Linked DNA regions of Rattus norvegicus: region 2 is linked to region 1. Evidence: chromatin contacts called from public Hi-C data. All regions are on one chromosome and are shown on one strand. Each heading gives the region's core, a stretch centred on a gene start, on an enhancer-like site or on the middle of the called end of the contact. The rest is flanking DNA. Distances are from core to core; before and after follow the strand shown. Region 1 has its middle 90 kb from the start of Slc44a3. Region 2 holds the start of F3 (coagulation factor III, tissue factor).

Region 1 (6,976 bases), core at 3,326-5,825:
GAAGCACCCTCACATACCACCTTCAATTGTCTTTTCCAGTATACCACAAGGACACTTGCTCAACTATGTTCATAGCAGCTTTATTCATAATAGCCAGAAACTGGAAACCTAGATGCCTCTCAACCAAAGAATGGATAGAGAAATTGTGGTCATTTACATAATGGAATATTACTCAGCTATTAAAAACAATGACATCATGGAGTTTGCAGGCAAATGGATGAAACTAGAGAAAATCATCCTGAGTGAGGTAACCTGGACCCAGAAAGACAAACATGGTATGTACTCACTTATAAGTGGATATTAGCTTTAAAAGTACAGGATACTCATAATGCCATCCATAGATCCAAAGTAACTAAATTAGCAGGCAGGCTCAAGAGGGGATGTTTGAATCTCACTGAGAAGGGGAAATAGAATAGACATCATGGGTGGATGGGAGGAAGGGACCAGTGTGGGAGGGAGTAAGGGAGTAAGAACGGAAATAGAAGGGATCAGATGAGGGGATGTCTTAGGGTTTCATTGTTGTGGAAAAGACACCATGACCATGGCAACTCTTATGAAGAAAATCCTTTACTTTGGGGCTGGATTTCAGTTTCAGAGGTTTAGTAAATTATCATCCTGGTGGGAAGCATGGTAGTGTGCAGGTAGGAATGGTGCTGGAGGAGCCCAGAGTTCTACATCTTGGTCCACAGGCACCAAAAGGGGACTTATGGGCCACACTGGGTGTAGCTTGAGCATAGGAGACTTCAAAGCCCATCCCACAGTGACACTTCCTACAACAAGGACACACTTACTCCAACAAGGCCACATCTTCTAATAGTACCAATCCCTATGGGCCACGTGTTCAAACACGAGTCTATGGACCCTTCACTATTCAATCCGGCACAGGGGAAGATGGAGAGTGAAAGAATTTCAACATTTATAGGTTGCTATAATTATAAGTAATATATATTAAATTCAAAGAAGCAGTCTCATACTGTCTTGTATTATTCATTTCCTGGGCCTGACTCACTTACATACATTGCTTCCTGCTTCTGGAAATGCAGAAAGATTGTCCTACAACTGAGTACCTGGTGACAAACGGCTTCCACCGTTGGGTCCAGTGACTCACGAGGTTCAAAAGGTCTGCTCAGCAGGTCATTGGTAAACATCAGACTGAGAAGCTAGATCTCTGAGGGACAAAAGGGTGAAGAGTAGAGTGGTCATCCCTGTGGATAAGAAGGACCAGAAGTGTGACAAGAGAGAAACCACCGGGGAGAAAAAGGGGAAGAAAGCGATTGCAATGTTGCCTGTGACTCTGTGACGTTTGCTGCCTCCTGAGGGAACACTGCCCCGCAGATATGCTCTTAGACACACTCCGGCTTCTGAGAACAGTTCTGAGCATGCCTCTGTGTCTCACAGTGAAAACAACTGAACCATCAGTTCTTTTACCATTGTTTTCCTGGGTGTATTATTAACACCAAACACATGAAGCTCCAATCCCGGATACATCTTAACGATTCATTTAACTGGTTTCTTCTGTCTAAACTATTGAGTGTACGTTTGGGGTGTGCCAAGTTTACTTCTAAGCACTGGAGTATATGATTCAGCAGTAAACAAAAGAGCTAAAAAAATCTTTTTATTCACAATAGCTAAGCTATAAGAGCAGCCGTGTGCCTATAATATGTTGAACTAAATCATACTTGGACTCTAAGTAGCCAGATTCTATTATCATGAAGAAATCAGCTTCATCAGTTAATCAGTCAATCCCCTTCAGCTATCTCTCTGAGACAAAGAGTTAGAAGACACGCTGTGTTGTGCTAATTCCGGTCCTACCTACTACCTGGCCCGTCCACGTTCTTTGTAACACGTGATAAACTATGTTGAACTAAATCAAGTGCTGTGGTCCTGCCTTCTACCCTCTGAAATGACACAAAAGTTGGACGTTTTTCTTTGTTCTGAGGATTTCTCTGAAGATCCTCCTGGGGTGGGGGGACCCCATCTGTACCCCTACAATCATCCCGACCATGGCAACCGCCTCTTTTTCCTTTCAGCTACAGGCACAAGCCACCACAGTTCATCATTTCTTATTAGATTACTTGATTCAACCAATATTGTCTGCTTTATTATTTTCACTTTTACTACACTGCCAGGAGAGGGACTAATAACAGTGTCCTGCTTTCCAAGGGAAGCTGACAATCTCGAGTTTAAGAGTAAACTTAAGTACGCCAAAGTCTTAGACATTTTTTTTAATTTGATGATTTTCTTTCTATAATCTTTTTAGATTTATTTATTTTTACTTTAAGTGTATGAATGTGTTTACTTGCCTATATTTGTGATTGCCACATGTGTTCCTGGTATCCTTGGAGGTCAGAAGAAGACAGCAGAGACCCTGGAACTGCGGGTGTGTATGGTTGTGAGCCACTGCAGAGGTGCTGGGAGCCAAACTTGTGTCCATTGCAAGGCCACAAGCATTCTTAACCACTGAGCCATACGACCAGTCTCTATAGTTATTTTTATTTTATGTAAATGAGTATTTTGCCTGTAGGTTTGTAGGTGCACCAAGTGTGTGCCCGTGGAGGTCAGACAAGGGCACTGGATCCTCTCGAGCTAAAGCCACAGTTGGCCGTGGGTCCTGGGAATTGAACCTGAGTCCTCTCCAAAAGCGTCAAGTGGTTTTAACTGCTAAGCCACCTCTACACCCTTCTTTTCTTTTTCATTATTCAAAATGATGTTTAAGCTTAAATACATTTGATCATACTCTTCCCCTCCTCAGTGTAAGTGTCCTTAAGCATGGAGCTCCTCTCCAGCCTCCCTCCACGTGTTAAAGGGAAGGGAGCCTCTCTTCCTCTTTAAGACCTTATCACGTCATTGCTGATAGAACACACTGGTTTTTGATGCTCTCTCTCAAGGCCTGGTCATGGTTCCCACATTTCCAATGCCCTCATTCCTAATAAAACTCGTTTCCAAGGAGTAATTTGGTGTCAGATGCTTTTCCAAAACTGTTGCTGCTGATCTCTGTCTCTGCCTATTTTTTTTTCACAGCATGAAATCTAAAAGCATGAATATTTTAAGAGGTGGCCACCTAAATATATAACTTTATTTAGTTATAACTATAACTATAATGAGAGAGAGAGAGAGTTAGTAAGGAGAGGGAACAGCAATCCACAGTGCACATGTGTATGGAAATACCACAGAGAGGAACCACTGATTTGTATAACAATAAAAAAAAGCATAATAAAATAACTCCTTTCATGTGACATGGAAACATAGCAAACTCTAATGGATTCAGTTTACGACATGTTAGCTCAAGAGGCAGATGGGAGAACTAATGGGGAAAAGAACAAGTTCAGAAAGGGAGTGCGTGCTAAGGACAGAGTGTGGACAGAAGGACTTCATAAATAGCATCGTTAGAGAAGCCTCCCTCAGAAAGGAACACTTGAGCAGAGTTCCGGGGAAAGCAAGGGCCCTTGCCACACTGCTGTCTGGTGGGAGTGCTCTCCTCTCTGGGCACAATAAATAATTGAGTGTCTTTGAGCTAAGGTTGCCTGTGCATTACAGCAATGGTCCCATAATAGCTGGAAGGCAGTAGACAAGGGAAGGAAGGTGAGGCAGGGGAATGAACTCTTTGTCTAAGACTGATATGAATTGTGTTGATGTTAATGAGACTAGAGGTTCTGGGAGGCTCAATTAAGGTCAGGGGTCATGGGAGGGACCTGCTGGCTCAAGGACTAGAAAACGAAGCCTTGGCATTTGCTTTGGTCCTATCTTTAGAAGAGACCATAGAGGAGAGGGAAGGGCCAGACCTAGTGTGGTTAGATCACAGGGTTACAGACCTTTTGGGCATAAGGTGACTCATGTGACTTTTAGACAATAGGCCATTTCCAAAGCCTCTGCCTGGGTGAATCTTCTGAGACCACTCCCACCTTTCACGCATTCCAACCGACTCACCAATTGTCTGAGAAAACACTGAAAAAGCCACATTGTTCTCATCAGATAATCTTATCAGGTCTTTGGCAATTTTAGGCGAACTAGCAAAAGTCTCTTTTAAAACCAACCCACACGTTTTCCCAGAAATGAAGACTAATTTCCCCATATGCTTGGGAAGGACTAGGCAAGAGAAGAGAGGGAGGCTGCGTGGAAGGTTCAAGTCTAATGCTCTTTGTTTAAAGCTGCCCTTGGGTTGAGAGTTGGGTGAAACCTCAGAAGAGTGATAAGGACCCTTCTAGGCCACAAATCACTAAAAGGAAACATTATTAAACACTGGTTGATGGCCCTCTAGACTATCAGCCTCCCTAACATCCTGACACATTGCTATGTGGGAGCAGATCTCTGTGATAAATGTCTTGGGCAGGCTGGCATCGTGCTGTCTATGAAGTCAAGAGCCAGCCTGCCTCTCCATCTCTACTAATCAAAAGCCAGACAGCTTGGAAACACTCATCATCTCCGTCTATCTTGCTGGAACCAACTATTTAGAATATGAAAGAATAGAGAGAAAAATGAAATTCAGAAGCATGCCAGGAATCAAGCTGTTGAGTTTCTGAGTCAACGAGTGTCAGAAACAATGTCTGCCGACATATGTCCGACGGCTCAAGATGCTGAGCTGGGTGGTGACAGATTTTGTTGGAATTATTGGAATTTTTCAGGCCCTGTCATGTTGACCAACTTCACAAAGAGAGTCAGATAGAAAAGAATGTCAGAAGTGTGATTGCTCAAAACCCAATCCTCTGCTTTCTTCCTTGCCTGATCTGACTAGGCTTCCTATGCAAAGTCCGATGTCTTTAATGTCCAATAACCTGCTTTTAGACCCCTCCATGAATGTAAAATCAGAAGGGGAGAATGTGGTGAGAGGTTTGTGGAACAGCAACCCCATAGTTAGCACACAAAGAGACATGACCATAACTGTAATCCTAGGAACAGGGAATAGGGACCACTTTTCCTAACCTATCATCCTGTGAGCTGGCAGATAAAACCTGAGGAGCAGTAAAAGGATGGTCCAAGCTCACAGTCTTCTCAGAGGAACTCGCCGGTCCACGCTGGGTTCACGCAATGCTAAGCTTTTGTGTTCGCTTAACTGGTTGACCAGATATTTAGTCAAATATTATTCTGGGTATTTTTTAATGATGTTTTTGCATAAGATGAAATTTTAAGTGATGGAAATTTAAAGAGGTTATTATTCTCATCCAATCTGTTGAAGACCTAAATGGGAAAAAAAAGTCCCACCATGTCCTGGATAGGAAAAAACCAACTCATCCCAACTTAATTGAGATACACATGTACCCTACACACACACACACACACACACACACACACACACACACACACACACACCACACCACACACACACACTACATACACACATACACACATATATACACACATACCATACACTACATATATACATACATACACACACATGTACCCTACACATACACAGACACACCACATACTACATACATACATACACACACATATATACACACATATCATACACTACATACATACACACACATGTACCCTACACATACACAGACACACCACATACTACATACATACATACACACACATGCACCCTACATACATACACACACATACACACATACATACTACATACATACATACATACACACACATGCACCCTACATACACACACACTATATACTACACACATACATACACACTCATACACAGACACACAACACACTACACACATACTACGCACACACAAACACCATACACTTCACACATACATACATACATACACACACACCCAATATACTACACACATACCCACACACACCCCATATACTTCACACACACACACCATATACGTCACACACACACACACACACACACACACACACACACACACACTTTAGAAGAATAAATAATTGAAGGGATGGCCAAAACATTCCTATCTTCAAGTGAAACAGAAAACAGAAAGGTTAAGAAAAAAATTCACCATGGTCATTGGATAAAATCAGTGTATTAGTGAACTGGCTAGCCAGTGACTCCAAACCCTACTGAATGGAGGCTTCCAGAAAAGCAGTCTAGGTCTTGGAGCAAGAGGGTCATCTTCTCCAGAACCCACGAAAACAGCCTTCACGGGGATAGAATTTTGTCAGCTTTCCCAGAGGTCAGTGGCTCTTCACGGAAGCAGGTTTTCCATGATGGTTACAAGTAAACCGAAAAGGCACGTGGTTTCAGCTGTCATGGCTCAATTATTCTAAGCAGGTCCTGCCTGGTGACTCAGGGCCTCTCTGAGGCTTGTTATTTGGTGTTGGGGGTGTTTTTGTGCACTGTGTATTCAGATACTGATTTCTATGCCCAGACATCTGGTTGTAGTCCAGATGATGTCGTGGTCAAGCATATCTGGTCTCAGTTGCTCTCCATCACCTCTGATTGGTTAATAAAGAGCTGAGCAGCCAATCAGCTGGGCCAAAGAGAATAGGACAGGAATTCTGATCCCTGTCAGAAGGGTCCCAAAGAGACCAGGAAGAGGAGAAAAGAGGGAGGAAAGGTAGAGAGACCACGTGGATGGAGCAGTTGGATTCACCTTGAGGTCTCGATGAGGGAGTGGCCATGAGGACACACATGGACCAGAGTGAGCCGGGCAAGATCATATGGCAAGTGATGGGACATTTGGTTGGGATTAGCAGCCTAGTCGGGCTACAGTAGGTCCAGAACCTGCCCACCTTAGTGCTAGCAGCTTGTTAATAAAAATACCAGGCTTCTGTGTTATTTATTCAGGAGCTAAAGCTGATTAGAGCAGGCATAGAAACATCCTGCAGATATTTAGAAGCAAACAGGGCATAAGAATCTCCCCACCCCTCAAGAAATACTTCCACAGTCTGGTTTATAGATGCCATTTCCCTCCTCGAGCTTGTCTCTTCAAAAATGGCCGCAGATAACTTTCACCAATCAAAGGGGTTCATAAATGCCAACAAAAGATTGCAAAGCAATCTCAGATCTACCACCAAAGATGCAATTTCTCCCGAAT
Region 2 (6,606 bases), core at 391-2,890, 110 kb before region 1:
CAAATTCTACTTCCTCCGGAGAGACACAGTGGCCACTGAAACAATTCTTTGCTAGGTTGAGGACCAAGGATTTGGGTGTGCTTGGTAAGCACTCAAGGGACAGAGGGCACCTCACAACCCCACACACCCGTTCCTGTCGCATCAGTTTAAAGTATGGAAATGTTTCATCCGATGGAACATGGCAGTAGCCAGCAAATTACCATGAACACCCATTTGGTAAACAGCCTCATCCAACCACCTCTATTGGTGCACAAGACCTGGCTTACCTTATCTGAACAGTGTAGGTATAGTTGGTGGGTTTCGGTTGCCACTCCAAGATTGTCTTGAAATCAGTTGATATCCAAGTTAAATTAAACGCTTTCCCTGGAGGAGTGCCTGCAAATAAACACAAAAGATCTCTAACTGCATGCACTTCAGTGTTCTCCACCTCGGGCTAATGTCTAAAACACTTTCCCAGCCTCCGCCATCAAAGGGCACACATTTTTTTTGTTTGTTTGTTTCCGCTTTGTTTTCAGTCACAAAAGCTTTGCTCACTTGTAAAGAACAGAGGGTGACCCATATAGCCCTCCAGGCAACATCCACAGGCAATCCGTGGAAACAGCTGAAGATCCAGAGGTCCTTCTTTAAATGTTCATGGGAAAGCCCACTTTAAAACCGCACGGAAGGAGAATCCAAGGTGCCAGAGAGTCCCAGAATCTTCTGAAGCAGTCCGGCAGGAAGGGTTTGAGTAAGTTCGTTTGAAACAGGGCTCATCCGCCACACATGCACACGCACACGTGCACACAAACACACAGTCAGGAATGTGCATAAACGAAAAAGTCTAACCTGACCTTTCCCATTGTAATCTAAAATATCTTTACACCGAAATTCTCAGGGAGAGCAAGGCAGATGTGCGGCCCACGTGGCACCTGTCGCATGGTGGGATGCTATGCCATTAAAATACTGTCCAACGTCTCTTTTTGCAAGTCCCTGGGTTTCAGCCTCTGCCTCACCCCAACACTGGGTAGATGTGGGTATGCACTCTGTCTTGCCTGAGTTTACAACAGCGTTGCTTCTTAAACCAAAGGCCACAAGAGCGCACACCTTAACATCAAACCACGCGAAGCACGCCGACTTTGGCAAAGGCGGGCCCTGGAGCCCGCCACCTTCAAGGGCCCAATTTCCTAGGAAGCTCTTCCTTCAGAGTTAAAGCTGGAACCCCAGTTAATCCTATGTAACCACGGTGGATGCACAAAGCAGGCATCTTCAGCGGCGACAACAGCCGGGAGTCCGGGTACCAACTACCTTCCCTCCCTGAGTTCATTGAAACGCTCAAGGCTAGCGCAGCCGAATCCACAGGTACGGCGGGACACCTTGGCGTCCTCAAGGAACCAGAGCAGCCTCCCAGCCAGCCAGACCCATTCTTTGTCTCCCGCGGGCGGTGCACCCCGGGCTTCTCAGGATCAATGCCACTCACCTGCACCAGCGGCCACCTGAAGGAGAAGGAAGCCGAGAAAGGTGGGCGCGAGGGCCGCTAGGAGGCGCGGGCGCATGGGGATAGCCATGTCCAAGGGCTGCTGGCGAGGTCGCGGGGCTTCAGCAGAGGCGCGGAGGCTACGCTACACGAGCGATCAGACGGAGCGAGTGATGGGTACCGGTTGTACCCAGGCTGCCGGGGTCCGCGCGGGGCGCGTTATAAAGGGCCGCGCGGACACCGGCTCCTCTCCACCCCGCGCCGCCTCCGCCGAGGCTCGCGACTCCCCGCCCCCCGGGGCCCCGGTCACTCGCTTTCGCGGTGGGCGGCTCCCGGTCAGTCCACACCCCTGCTCCGCCCACTCCCCTCCCGTAGGAAACTCCGAGACCCCGAAAGGGGTGACTCAACCGTGATTCAACACCACCGCCGAGCACCCCTTCGGCGCAGGCGGATCCAGGTACTGCGGAGACCCAGGCTCCCGGGCTGTTCCCTGGGTGACCACCCTAGGTGGTTTGCTGGGGAGAAAGGAGTTGCGCTGTTGGAGGGACCTAAGTTGAAAGTCAAGGGAGCCTTACTTTCACTCTGCTTTCGATATACGCTGAGCCCTCAGCAGAGGATGTATCAAAACTCCTGGACTATCCCTGGTAGCCAAGGGCAGTTCCAAAGCCCAGCCTGAGCACCCGGTGGTTAGCAGAACATTCAGTCCCTTGGTACGCTGTACAGGGCGGTGCAATAAATGCACGTGTCTGCCATGGACAAGGCCCCTGGATTAGGTCTAAAGGCCACTGGGCTCCCCGACTCCCATTCCTGAAGTGATTGAGGAACTGCAGCTTGAAGCCTGGGAGAATTTGACCAAGACTTCAGTAGCCACGGGTTCCAGGAAGGCTGGTTCTTACGTTGAAGAGGACAGCAGTGGGTTGTAATGAATTCCTCCAAAGCACAGAGAAAGAAAAAAATGAAACTGAAAAAAAAAAACATTCGGACTTCCCAATTTGTTTATTTTTTTCCTTCCTAGACCCTGGGAATGAAACCTACCCATTTCAAGGACACCTCTGTCACTGAGCCTAGTGGCAGCCAGGTGTCACCTGCAAGCTTTGGATTTTCTTCATCTATTTCCTGGCTTCCCCTTCTAGGCTTTATTGGGAAGTTGGACCTGAGAATATCACTTATCCTACCGCTAGCACTTACTCAACATGGCGTCAGAAGGTTTCTTACCATTCCTGGTTGACTGTCCTGCTTATTCCTTCTTTTATGCCGGTGGTCCTCAACCTCGCTAATACTGGGACCCGCATACAGTGCCTCATGCTGTAGCGACCCCCAACCATAAACAATATTTCCATTGCTACTTCCTAATTGTAATTTTGCTACTGTTATGAATTGTAATGTAAATATCTGTCTTCCCATGCTTTATATACTTTCTTTCGTTCTTTCTTTCTTTTTTACTTTCCTTGAGTAAAGTCGATTAGGTCCACTTTGTAGGCTCTGAGAAGTGTAAAAAGTTACTAAGCTGTTGTCACACTCACAATGGCTTTTGGTTAGGCTTCCTGATGATGCCTGAGAATGGACAGGGCAGAACCTCTTAGCCTTTTACAATACCAGTCTTGAGGTCAGCTGGTCCCTGTGCTCACTGGCCTAATTATACAATGTAGCTCTATCTGTTCCTCTACTCCAGGGACTTTTCCCTCCTGACCTCACCTTCTCCTCCTCCCAATGGAGCAAAGGAAGATGGCATCAAGAAAACTGTTCAAGGAATGAGTTTTCCATCCACAGACAGAGGACACTGCAGCAGGTGTGGGAAACACTTGCAGTTTGGGGAAATTACTGTTCATAGGCAAGTGTCCTGTCGGCTATTCCTTAAAGCAGACATACACGAGGACACGTAAAGGGCTCGATTTTCCTTTTGCATAACTGGTGGTGTCATGTAGCTGATGAAGAGTCTGAAAATGACCAGGAAGTGATTTCGAGCCCTTCCTGTTCACATTTATAGAGCATGCTAACAGCGTTACCAATTCGATTTCATCAAGTAATTTACATAATTTCAATTGTGCCCTCACTCGTCAACTTCTCCATTTGAGCTTTTTGGGGGAGAGGGAGGATCCGGTCCCCCGCACCCCCTTAGCTCTTAGCACAGTTACCAGCCCCCAGTGGGTACTTGACATTTGAGTCAGTGAAGATCACCATGCAGCCTTGCTTGGTGCTGAAAGTTTTCATTACCATTCAAGAGATGAACTCTGTCACTGGAGTTTCTCTGTCTGGGAGCCAGGCATCGAGGGAATCTGATTGGTGAGAAAAATGCAAATCTATGGGATCCAAGAGCCTTGCTCCATAGCCAGCCCCAGCCAGCCCTAGCCAGCTCAAGGTGGCTGAGGGTCTTTCCAGTTTCTAGGACTTCTAACTGGAGAAGAGGTCGTTTCAGAGCGGAATGAAGAAGTTTGGGGGCTGCTTTCATTTTTCTAACAGCCTATAGTCGAGTGATTCAGAATCTGCTCAGTCATGGGATGCGACTGGTGTGACTGTTGGTAGCCAGGCTTAACAGGCTGTTTGGCATAAACTCCTCCAAACTTCTCTCTTCCCAGGAGAAGGGCAGGTTAAGATTTGTGGCAGAAGGTAAAACTGAAAGTAATTATTTTTAAAAGCCCGTTATACGCATGTGAGAGAGTAAAATAAGCAATTTAACTGTTCCCCCTCCCCAATTTTTTTTCTTTTTCAGGTAAAAGGCAAAATATGAGAAAAAGCCAGAGGAACCTCAGAGTTAGTGAGAACGAGGAGTTCTGAGTGGGGGAGAAAAAGTGACTCAGCAAAACCGAAGAAACATCTGGCAGGGTTAGTCATGGCGAAATTGGCCGTGGCCATGAAGAATTTTTGTGAAAATAATTATGTACTACCCAACAGTTTACGTTCTGTCCAAAATTAGGTGGTAACCTGTACAACGAAAATCTTTCCTCCTAACCATTCAAAATGCTTCTGCTTGCCAGTTTGGTCAGTAACTCAGTTAGTTATCAGGCAGCACCAAGATTCTGAAAAGCACGGTTTTATCTGCTTGCTCATTTGCTGTTTAGTTTGTGTCGAGACGGGTTCTCGCTCTACATCCCCGGCTCGCCTGAGACTAGTGTAGACTAGGCTGGCGTCCAGCTCACAGAGCTCTACCTGCCTTTACCTCCCGAGTGCTGGGATTAACGCCTTTGCCACCCCACCTGTCTTTAGAAAAAACCCCCACGATTTTAGAGAATAATCTTCCAATCTGTGTCTCAGGGTTTTTAATTCCAAGTCTCGGGGTTTTTAGCACACAAGTGCCCGTGCACACTCAAGGCTTAGTAGACTTCCTGAGAAGCACACTTCCGTAGCGAACAACACTAACCATTTCATTCTGTACATGCAATGGCAACAAATAAGTCACAGACGTCATAGTTGTAATCTTAGCAACAAAATCCACCTTTAGAAAAAAAACCTTTAGCGAGTGTTTTTATTTCTACAACACCATGTGGCTTAAGGTTTGGTGCGATGGCACCTTCTTCATAAGGCCTTAGTCTCATTTCTGAGACTTCTAGCTGAATTTGATGTGTAGAAATCCACTCACAAAACAGATAACTGACTGCCTGGCATTCAGAGTCTGTGCTGGACTGTAGATGCATAGAATAAAACTTAGTCTCTCTTCTATGAAATATGTCATCTCTCCTCCTCGGGTCAGGATTTTAATGGTTTGAATGTTTTCCTGTGCATGTATGGGTTAGAGAGAAAACAATTCTAATAGTGTTGTTGATAAATTTTCTTCTAGTCCCTCCCAAGCAAAAAAAAAAAAAAAAAAAAAAAGACTTAAGCCTGTCATGGTCAGTTCAACTAACAGGCATTTAAATAAGATTGTATTTTTAAATAAATAACACACAAACACACACACACCACACACACACACACACACACACTACACACCACACACACCACACATACACACACACACCACACACACCACACACACAAACACACACACCACACACACCACACACACACACACACACACACCACACACACACACACCACACACACACACACACCACACCACTCACACACCACACACCACACACACACCACACACACAAACATACACACCACACACACACCACACACACCCCACACACCACACACACACACCACACACACACCACACACACACACACCACACACACCACACACACACACCACACACACCACACACACCACACACACACCACACACACACACAAACACACACACACCACACACACACCACACACCACACACACCACACACCACACACACACACACACAAACACGCATACACCACACACACCACACACATCACACAAACACACACACACACACCACACACACACCACACACACACACAAACACACACACACACACCACACACACCACACACACACACACACACACACACACACACACACACACACACACACAGACACTGAGTGGAGACCAGGAAGAGTGAGCTGGATGCCCTGGAGATAGTGTTTGGTTATGAGCTGCCCAAAATGAGAGCTGGGAACCAAACTCAAGTCCTCTACAAAAGCAGTACCTGTTGCTGACCACTGAACCATCTTACCATTTCTAAACAGGTTATGTTTTACTCAAAAAACTACCTATGAGTCTGAAAATTCTTCAAGTGCGTGAAAATTATTACATAACCAACTTGAAAGCAAGTGTGCGCAGGATTCGTTCTTATTTGTGTATTTGATTTTATAATACCCTAGTTCACTGATGCTCTAAGTTTTGAATTATCTACCAGTCACTTTTTTTTTGTCTTTGATGATGGTACTTCGTCTTATCCTGAGTCTTTGTTCAAGGAAAGCTCTCAAGGTAGAGAGTATCTACTAAGTGTAATTATTAGATATATGAGTTACAGTAACATTTGTAGTGTATGATTGGTTGTAATTTTCTTCTTAGCCACTATTGTCTACCTTAGTGTATTGTAACAGCATGAAATAGCTACTCTTCTCTACCGTTAGGGGAGTAACAGAAACCTGTAGTTTGTATGTATAAATCCCTCTCCTGTCCTCACAGATTCCTAGGTAGAAAGCTTAACCTCCTGTGTTATGGTTAGGAGGTTAATAGGTAATTGACCTGATAGGCAATTAGGTCAAGCGTGGAGCCCTCAAGCA

The links. A called contact is a pair of places that touch in the nucleus more often than the background predicts.
Region 2: a contact with region 1 is called in a Hi-C map of the A7r5 cell line, with 2.7 times the contacts expected there. The contact joins the promoter of F3 here to the enhancer-like site in region 1. A contact is called at or near these places in 3 of 12 Hi-C or Micro-C datasets (the A7r5 cell line, liver and mammary epithelial cells) and 1 of 1 datasets of contacts at active chromatin or transcription factors (oligodendrocytes).

What each region holds. Positions count from the first base shown.
Region 1 is chr2:212,399,545-212,406,520 of GRCr8, reverse strand. No RefSeq gene overlaps it. Among named protein-coding and RNA genes, the nearest start is that of Slc44a3, 90 kb to the right of the region's middle. Within about 2 kb of position 4,575, at least 6 of the 93 cell types and tissues checked have an H3K27ac peak or open chromatin away from gene starts, as enhancers often do. A contact at or near this core is called in the A7r5 cell line, where this site is marked.
Region 2 is chr2:212,506,806-212,513,411 of GRCr8, reverse strand. F3 (coagulation factor III, tissue factor) reads right to left here and starts at 1,640. Exons shown (of 6, transcript NM_013057.2): 1 at 1,457-1,640; 2 at 267-375. The coding sequence starts at 1,544. It overlaps LOC102555482 (a long non-coding RNA gene), which reads left to right and starts at 2,523. Exons shown (of 7, transcript XR_005501253.2): 1 at 2,523-2,659; 2 at 3,126-3,242; 3 at 4,164-4,276.